3 separate regions of the Zea mays genome follow, and regions 1 and 3 are each linked to region 2. The links are chromatin contacts, called in public Hi-C maps. All regions are on one chromosome and are shown on one strand. The core of a region is the stretch at or near the end of the contact, and the rest is flanking DNA. Distances in the headings are between cores, read along the strand shown.

Region 1 (2,933 bases), core at 36-2,535, 200 kb after region 2:
GGAAATGCCCGGGAAACTCCCGGTCCGGGTCGATCGGACAAGGCGTGTAGCAGACGGCAATGACGCTTGCTGTTGTCGGGATCTTCCTCCCTCCCCTAGGTGACACTGACACCGTCCAGTCATTATAAGCTGAAAACATCATGTGTGGACTGCCTGCTTATATTTATTAGAACGGACTGGATGCTAACTATGTTGATCTAGTCTGAAATTGAAAGCGTACTTTGTATTTTTCCAGAGAAATATGCACATCAAACATGCATCGTAAGAGAAACGATCCCGAGCAAGTGAACACGATCAATAGCTTGACGAATTTTTGGATGTGTCTCTGTGATCGTGGAGTGTGCGCATCTTGAAAAAAAATCATAGGTGAGAGCAGGGCACTTGTTTGCTGTCTGCAGTCTGTAGAGCTGGCAACAAGGGCTCCTATACGCCTCCTTCTTGAGAAACAGGACATGGAAACAGTGGACCAGTCTGATTACCATTTCGTCTGTACATATTCAGGGTAGCGTTGTGCCGTCCGGTTCGGTTCTTAGCCAAGAACCGTATAGATCTACATGTACCTTGGACCTCGGCCCTTAGCGTTGTGCCATCCTGCTAGCTGCGTGCAGCGTGCTAACATTTTTTTAATTTATTTTGAGATTGAAACGCAAACTCATTGTACTAAATCTAGTGTACAAAAAGACAATGCCTGGCGAAAGTTCAAGCCATCTTTTATGAAACGAAAGGTTTAAACCTATTATCGTGTCGAATAGAGAAACGCACATGCACAGAAACTAAAACTCACTTAGGCTAAAAGAAAAAGACGTCCACACAATTGAACTTTGCGATTTGTCTTTGATATAATATTTTTTTTCTTTTAGTAGCCATGGATTTTAGACGAAATCTCATCAATCGGACGCGTACGTGTGGTCTCGTCAGATCAGACATTCGTATCAAAAGAAATCCGGTGGACGCGAGCTTAATAGAAGAATGATTCCTTTCCGGTGGACGTGGAGTCGTGGACGCGGGAGCAGATATCACTAGAAATAAACGATAACGTTACTAAATTTATTTTATGTCGACGTATAGATATGCGTAAACAAATCTGAAGACACCGGTTGCGCCAACGGTTCTGGCAGTACGATCTGAGCCGTCGGCCGCGCGATCTCGCGGTGCAGGAGCCGTGCGCCGACCCCGCCCGTGCCCGTTTTGCGTTACGCCTCCCAGTCCCGGCACAGCCCACGTTTTATAGGCAGGCGCGAGCGCGACCGCGCGGCGCAGAACGCGCGGGTACGGGGCGTCCTTGCCATTTCCCACCCTACTTGAGCTAGGCGGCAGGACGGACGCGGACGGGCGGGGGAGGAGAACACACGACCGCGACGGAATCGCGAGGGGTAGGCGAGGCGAGGCGAGGCGGCGACCGAGGGAGGAGCAGTCGAGCAGAGCGTAGGGGGCGCGAGGGATGGACGCGAACGGGTGCGGGGAGAATGACGACGCGCGGGCGCCGCTCCTGGCCGGGCCTGGGCGGCGGCGCAACTCCGTCGCGTCCATGCGCGGGGAGTTCGTGTCGCGGTTGCCCAAGAAGGTGCTCGACGCCGTCGACCCCGAGCGCCCGTCGCACGTCGACTTCTCCCGCTCCAAGGGCCTCCTCGAAGGTTCAACCCGTGATCCCAGCCACTCGCCGCATTCTTGGGTTGTTTTCCTTTGCCGTTGGTTGGTTCACTCTGTCCCTACAATCTTTATAGGCGTTTCATTTTCTTAATCTGGTAATTGTGCATCAAAGCTGGCGTTACTATCGGGCACTTTATCTACAGACTATCCTGGTGATATGATTGATGTGCTTTTGAACCTAGATTCTGGAGTTGTCGTAGATTATTCGATGCTTCTGTGGATGACCCGGACACTTATTCTTGATCCTCCGCAGACTTTTCTGGGTTCCTAGGATTTCCCTTACTTTTATGATTGAACAGCTCGTGACTTCACTATCACTTGGTGCTTCTTGTGTGCATGTTTCTTTGTAAAATAGATAGCTTATATTCTCTACATATTTGGTGGAGGAATTACCTTTTCGGCGTGTTTGTGACTTTGTTCTCTGGTCATGGCTCTGGCCTTCTAGGTGGTTTGTTGGATTCTCTGTACATCCAACCGTGAAGCTATGGAACATGGTGTTTGTTTTTGTCCAAATCCCGAAAGATAACGTTGTTACTTTCTTATGTTCTACAGCAGGCATGCAAACGAGTTTTACAGATACCACGTAGCAGGCAGTGTCCTGGCCTCCTGGCCTCCTGGCCCTGGGGCACCTTTCTCTCCCTGAAACTAAAGTAATTTTTTTAACTGTGCGTCCGTGATTGCATATGGTTCATTATTTTCCTCTTTTTTCTGGGGCCTGCAGCTCTGCAGTCTGCACTCACTCCACAGCTTTGATCTCTGTATTATCTTTTGGATCTTTGACTGAAGTTGGAATACTTAGTATTATGTAGGATTGAAACATGGATATTATACAGTACCAGCCTGTTTCTAATTGCAGTATCTATATGGAGTACGACGTTCTGGATCTGCCTAGTGGCTAGTGCCTATTATTCGCCACCCTTTTACTGAATATCTTGAAGGATAGCAGATTTTTTTCCTTCTCCTGAATGAAATAGAATTCTGCGCTCATAGAGAAAACAGGTTTCAATCATACACAAGACTTTTTTTTTTTGCAATTTTGGTCTTATTTTTTGATCCTTAGGTTTTCCTTACTCGATATTTGTTTAAATAACTGAGATTTCTTTTATCTTAGCCTTGCTAGTATATACCAACTTAATTGCCTCAATACCGTTCTTGTTATTTACTGCATCTGTCCTAAAATAGTTGACACATTAGCTATGAATCTAGACAATGCCAACTTTTTGGGGACGGAGAAAATATTTGAAATATGTTATAACGTTTGATGTATGTTGTATTTCTATCAT
Region 2 (3,015 bases), core at 389-2,888:
AATGTTTTGTGAATTTAATTGCATTTTAACAATTTTCATGGAATTTTATGGAGGTGTAGCATATGTCCACATATAATCCTAAAAAATATTTGGACTCAAGGAGTGGCTAAATGATTACAAGAACTATGATATGTGTGGAATGGTGTCGTACTCGATGTCCGACAAAAATATTTGTTACCGGCGTTATCTGTGTCCGACTAGTTTCAGATTCGACACACGATTATTCATATTTGTTTCCGAGAACATTCGTATTTGTATTCATATTCGAAGCTATCTGTATTAGAATTTGAATCTGAATAAAAATATGAAAACAAATCTAGTTTCGGTGATATCCGTTTGTATTCGATCCGATTACACCCCTATCAGCCTAGCTCGAGAGGAGAGATCCGCGTGCCTACTAGGCCTTGCTCGTAGGTGTTTCGAGAATCGGTTCAGCCTAATTAACCACGGACCTCGTCCAGACAACCGAACACGCGTTGCATATCTAGTGGACCTGGTCCAAAGTTGATGCAACCTACCATTGCAATCACTCCATATGTGAGGGTGTACATAACCCTTCACATGAGATAAAACAAAAACCCATATAGGCTGCTATGAACATACCACACGCACCCATGTCTCGTGTTTTTTCTCGAAATTATTGCGTGATTCGCGACTTTTGCGCTTTGCTAATTTTCTCACATGAAGATGATAACATCGCTGTTTTGCTAGTTTCCAAGGGAAAAAACAGCCCCTATAGTGAAGCTGAGATGTGTAAAATAGGGCTATATCCTTCATTGTGCAGTGGTGCTTTGTTCTTCGCTCCAGCGCGCACGTCGCCGACTCGCCGTCTCTTGGATGGGGAGTTGGGGAGATGCTGCAAAAACTGCCTCGATGGATAGAAGTATGAGGTACATGCATGCAGGTTTTATGGTGCGCAGTGCACTAATCGATAGTCGCCCGATCCATTTGGGTAACTGGAGTGGAGAGCGGAGACGACGATCAAGGATGTTTCAAGACGTCACGACTAACTCAGGAAGCAGTGAAGCACAGCAATGAAAAGACACGCAGGCCTCAAAGGCCCAGAATTTAAAACCATGCATGCTGCGGTGATGGGCTACGGCCGAACACTGTAAAAGATGCAAAAGGCACTCGCGTCTACTGCAGAGTGCACACTTGGCTGATTGCTTCGTGCATGGTGTACTGCGTCGTCGCAACCGCCGCCGCGCCGTCACCGCTCACTAAGGTCGTCCACGGCGAAACGTGCGTTAGCAAATACACCAGTGTACGGGCACTTGCTCTTGGTTGAAGCTCCACTACCGCTTCTGGCGCCGGCCGCTCCACTACGCATGAGGTTCACAGTGCCCGAGTTGAAGCCATGCAGAAAAACTGGAGGCGATGGATCAGTGCGTCCGGCTGTGATCCATTCAGGGAGGAAAAACGCGCGCACGCGCGCAGACACATGCATCACTCAGCCAGCCAGCCGCCCGCCCCGCTTACCCGTCATCGAGTCTACCTCTTATCCAACGACAGCACTAACTACATTGTTGTCACTGGCACACTGACTCACTCCTCAACACTCGCTCGATCTAAACCGCCTCTTATATTTATATAACAGTGGAGCCAGCGCTCGTATATCAACACAACAGTAGCACGTACGTAGCTGTGCGGACTGCAGTGCAGAGGTAGACAAACATGGAGCGCAAATCATTCTCCTGCAGAGACACTGCGAGCTGCCTCGCCCTGCTCGCCGTCGCGCTGTGCCTCGGCGCCGCCACGGTGGCGCGGGGCCAGCTGACGGACGACTTCTACGACGACTGCTGCCCCCAGGCGGAGAACATCGTGAGGGCGCGCGTGTCCGCCGCGATGAAGGCCGAGCCCCGCATGGGCGCCTCCCTGCTCAGGCTCCATTTCCACGACTGCTTCGTCAACGTACGTACGATGATCAAGACGCCACGCACACGCGCTCTGTTCTGTTGAGAGTCATGCGGGCACACAGCGCGAGTGCTCCCAGTCTTGAGCCTAGCTAACTCCCAGCTAAGTATATATGTGTACCGAATATTTGGTCGCTGAAAAGGACTTGCTCGCTGCATGCACGCACGTACACGCAGGGGTGCGACGGGTCGATCCTGCTGGACGGGAACAACACCGAGAAGCTGGCGGGGCCGAACCTGAACTCGGCGCGCGGCTTCGATGTCGTCGACGCCATCAAGGCCGACCTCGAGAAGGCGTGTCCCGGGGTCGTCTCCTGCGCCGACATCCTCGCCATCGCGGCAAAGTACGGAGTGCTGCTGGTGCGTCCCTTCCCTCATGATTTCAGTACTACGATACTTGGTGCTTGGGGCCGGCCATGCATCCATAGATCCGTCGCGCTGAAAAAGAAAACCTGTACTGTACTGTACTGACGCAGAGCGGAGGGCCGGACTACGACGTGCTGCTGGGAAGGAGGGACGGCCTGGTGGCAAACCAGTCCGGCGCCAACAGCAACCTGCCTAGCCCGTTCGATCCCATCAGCACCATCACAAAGAAGTTCAGCGATGTGGGTCTCAACACAACCGACGTGGTCGTTTTATCAGGTACCGTAGTACGCATCTTAATTTCACTGCACAACACTACTTCGTCCCTCTCCGTCCCTACTAGCTGAACTGACCTGGCGTCAGTAAGAGCGATGATGGTGACTGCATAACTAACTGGACGGACGGACACGCACGCAGGAGGCCACACGATCGGGCGAGCGCGGTGCGTGCTGTTCAGCGGCCGGCTGGCCAACTTCTCGGCGACGAGCTCCGTGGACCCGACGCTGAACGCGTCCCTGGCGTCCAGCCTGCAGGCGCTGTGCCGGGGCGGGGACGGCAACCAGACGGCGGCGCTGGACGACGGCTCCGCCGACGCGTTCGACAACCACTACTACCAGAACCTGCTGGGCCAGAGGGGCCTCCTGTCCTCCGACCAGGGCCTCTTCTCCAGCACCGACGGCAGCGCGGCCACCACCAGGGCGCTCGTCCAGGCCTACAGCGCCAGCAGCGAGCGCTTCTT
Region 3 (3,406 bases), core at 355-2,854, 190 kb before region 2:
TTACCGAGGTTCGGTTCTTGCAAACCTACTCCCCGTTGAGGTGGTCACAAAGACTGGGTCTCTTTCAACCCTTTCCCTCTCTCAAACGGTCACCTAGACCGAGTGAGCTTTTCTCCTCAATCATTTGGGTCACTTAGACCCCGCAAGGACCACCACAACTTGGTGTCTCTTGCTTTGATTACAAAGATGTTGAGAACAAGAATGGGGAAGAAGAAAAGTGATCCAAGCGACAAGAATTCAAATGAACACGAAAATCTCTCTCTCACAAGTCACTAAGTGTTTGGAGTGGTTTTGGACTTTGGAGAGGATTTGATCTCTTGTTTGTGTCTTGAAGTGAAGTCTAGAGTTCTTGTATTGAATGCAAATGACTGAAAACTTGGATGCCTTGAATGGTGGTGGTTGGGGGTATTTATAGCCCCAACCACCAAACCAACCGTTGGGGTTGGGCTGCTGTTGATGGGCACACCAGACAGTCTGGGGCACCGGACAGTCCGGTGCCGCACCGGACAGTCCGGTGCCGCACCGGATAGGTACTGTTCACTGTCCGGTGCGCCTTCTGGCGCTGCTCTGACTCTGCGCGAACTATCTGCGTACTGTAGTGCTTTTACAGGTTTCCGTTAGAGTCGACCGTTGCACTGGAGTCGTTGCTCCGCTGGCACACCGGACAGTCCGGTGAATTATAGCGGAGTGGCTTTTTCAGAAACCCGAAGGTGACAAGTTGGAGTTGATCTCCCCTGGTGCACCGGACACTGTCCAGTGGCACACCGGACAGTCCGGTGCGCCAGACCAGGGTTCACTTCGGTTTCTTTTACTCCTTTCTTTTGAACCCTATTTCATATCTTTTTATTGGTTTGTGTTGAACCTTTGGCACCTGTAAAACATATAATCTAGAGCAAACTAGTTAGTCCAATTATTTATGTTGGACAATTCAACCACCAAAATCATTTAGGTAGTGTTTGGTTGAAGAGTCAAGTAGAACAGAGCTATTCTGTTCTAGTTTTGTTGTTGTTTGGTTACAAAGTAACTAGAACGGAATGACTCCAATTAGGGAATATTCTCCTCAGATCCGGAACCATTCCGTTCCAAAAAATCAACCGGACGGAGCCGCTCCGTTCTCATCCCGCTCTCACAGTCACACTCCATTCCGTTCACTCTGCAACCAAACAAAAAACAGAGCCGCTCCGTTCCAGATTACCAAACACAGAACAGAGCGGCTCCGTTCCTAGAATCAGGGATGGAACGACTCTGTTCTACTTGACTCCTCAACCAAACACTATCTTAGAAAAATATTTGACCATATTTCCATTTCAATATTTTATATTTACTCACTTCCATTTAAAACTAGTACCTACTTTATATTCTACCTAAAAGAATAGTCATGGTCGTATTTTGATTATAACCAGATTAAAAATTATGCGGTTGCACCCACATAATTAATTACATATAATATGTTCCTAAATATAACCACTAAAGATTTGGTCAAATATCAATCAATTAAAATGGTACGTAATTGATAGGTGTACTCTTTTCTGGAACAAAAGTTGTTCTTGGTACAGACTACAGAGCGTAGAGCGAGTGGGTATCGGACACTTCTCTGGCAATTGCAGATTATCTCCGAATCTGTATGAACTGACTGCCGCGGTCCATTCCGTCTGAAGACCCTCCTCCTACCTAATTATTTTTCTCTGTCGTGACGTGAAATGCCAGCGCGCAGCTTCTTGATCCGTTCCGGCTGATCCCGTGGACCGGACTTGGGGTTGGGGGAGGCCCTCTGTCTCCATGGATGAGGCAGCAGGGCTGCTGTTGCAAGAAGAGGGTGGAGGTGGGGACCAAGAAGCTCTCCTCCTTCCACTTCCACAGGTGAAGTCCCCCTAACAATCTCTGTAGCCGGTCTGTGAGATTCTTAGACTAGTTTAGAAGCTGTATTCCTATTTTACCAAGAGAAAATGAACTAATTTTCCTTGGAAAATAGAAATCCCATAGAAAAATGGGGTTCCTAAACTAGTCTTTAGTGTTCCTTTCCGGGAAAATTCTTGCTTGAGGAATTCATCCCTCGAGTCCAAGTCAAAACTTGTAAGGCAGTTCAGAGTTCTTCAGTTTCTGTGTATGAATTGATGCCATGTTTTCTGCTCAAGAAAAATTGTGATACCATGTTTTGTATGTTGTTGTTATTTGATGCTCTCCTAAATTCGGAGTTCAGATAAGTGGAGTGGAAAATTGGAATGCCCAGAATAAACGCGAAGATCTATTTCCATAGGGATTTGTTGAACACCTACCGTTAATTCTTAACGCTTTTGTCCATGTTGGGAAGATTGATGTGAAGCACTTAAGTGCCTTTTTTTTTCTTCCTCTTACTTTTTTGGATGATAAAAACAGCAGCACTGCTACAGCGTTATGGAAGATGAGTATATGTAAACCATTTAGGTAATTTAAGCCTAAGTGCTAGTGTTATCTTTTAGCAGGATGTTGGCCTTTACACAGGTGATGGATCTGTTGATGTCAAAGGGCGCCCTGCGTTAAAGGGCACTACAGGCAATTGGAAAGCATGCTTTTTCATCCTAGGTAATTTTTTTGGCAGATGCATATACCAGAAAACTTACGATGCATAATTTGGCATGCTCATATTCTGTTACCAACAGCATCCTTCTGTTTGATATATGATTACATTAATAATCTCAACTATCCATTGTTAATGAGTAATATGTGATTCAATCAGCAGTTGTGCTGAGGAGGTAAACTTTTAACATGTTCACCTCTTCTTACGAGTGCTTAGATAGTTTCACATACCTAGGATTCTCTATTGGCAGTTTGCAAGCATCGTGCTACAGAATAAAAAAAATCATTTAGGGCTTCTTTGTTGGGAACGTATCTGGTGCAAACCAACCCCTCTGTGCAACCGTGCAAATTTCTAATCTGGGCCACATGATGTTGATCCAAGAAACACAGGGCGTGGATAATTTTACACTTAACCACACTTTTTCAAATCCCCCCTCCCCCACTTGGGTCAACATCATGTGATTCAGATTAAAAGTTTGCACGGTTACACGGAGGGGTTGGTTTGCACCAGATACGTTCCCTTCTTTATTTCACCGTTAATCCATGTGGATTGGCTGATATTGAGTCGGTTTAAATCCATAGCAAGTTAAAATTCATCTCAATCCATTAGCCAGAACAGTCAGAGTCAAACTGCAACATGTTTCAAGACTAACCCATACTACAGATATATATGGTAAATTGAAGCATTCTTGCACTTTATAAATACAGAAACAAGTTTTGCCAAGTTTCAGCGTTGCTGGTCTTCTGACAGGGAATGAATGTTGTGAAAGGCTGGCCTACTACGGAATTGCAAAAAACCTAGTTACTTATTTGAAAGTGAAGCTTCATCTAGGCAACCTCGAGGCTGCAA

What was found. A called contact is a pair of places that touch in the nucleus more often than the background predicts.
Region 1: a contact with region 2 is called in a Hi-C map of leaf, with 4 times the contacts expected there. The contact joins the promoter of LOC100381541 here to the promoter of LOC100280077 in region 2. A contact is called at or near these places in 2 of 25 Hi-C or Micro-C datasets (bundle sheath and leaf).
Region 3: a Hi-C map of leaf shows a contact between it and region 2, with 5 times the contacts expected there. The contact joins the promoter of LOC100216898 here to the promoter of LOC100280077 in region 2. A contact is called at or near these places in 2 of 25 Hi-C or Micro-C datasets (ear and leaf).

The regions. Positions count from the first base shown.
Region 1 is chr1:31,047,316-31,050,248 of Zm-B73-REFERENCE-NAM-5.0, reverse strand. LOC100381541 reads left to right here and starts at 1,285. Exons shown (of 7, transcript NM_001174369.1): 1 at 1,285-1,634. The coding sequence starts at 1,442.
Region 2 is chr1:31,248,991-31,252,005 of Zm-B73-REFERENCE-NAM-5.0, reverse strand. It overlaps LOC100280077 (Peroxidase 59), which reads left to right and starts at 1,638. Exons shown (of 4, transcript NM_001153017.1): 1 at 1,638-1,911; 2 at 2,091-2,273; 3 at 2,390-2,555; 4 at 2,694-3,015. The coding sequence starts at 1,675.
Region 3 is chr1:31,440,998-31,444,403 of Zm-B73-REFERENCE-NAM-5.0, reverse strand. LOC100216898 (Protein NRT1/ PTR FAMILY 8.3) reads left to right here and starts at 1,604. Exons shown (of 5, transcript NM_001143285.1): 1 at 1,604-1,860; 2 at 2,482-2,562; 3 at 3,308-3,406.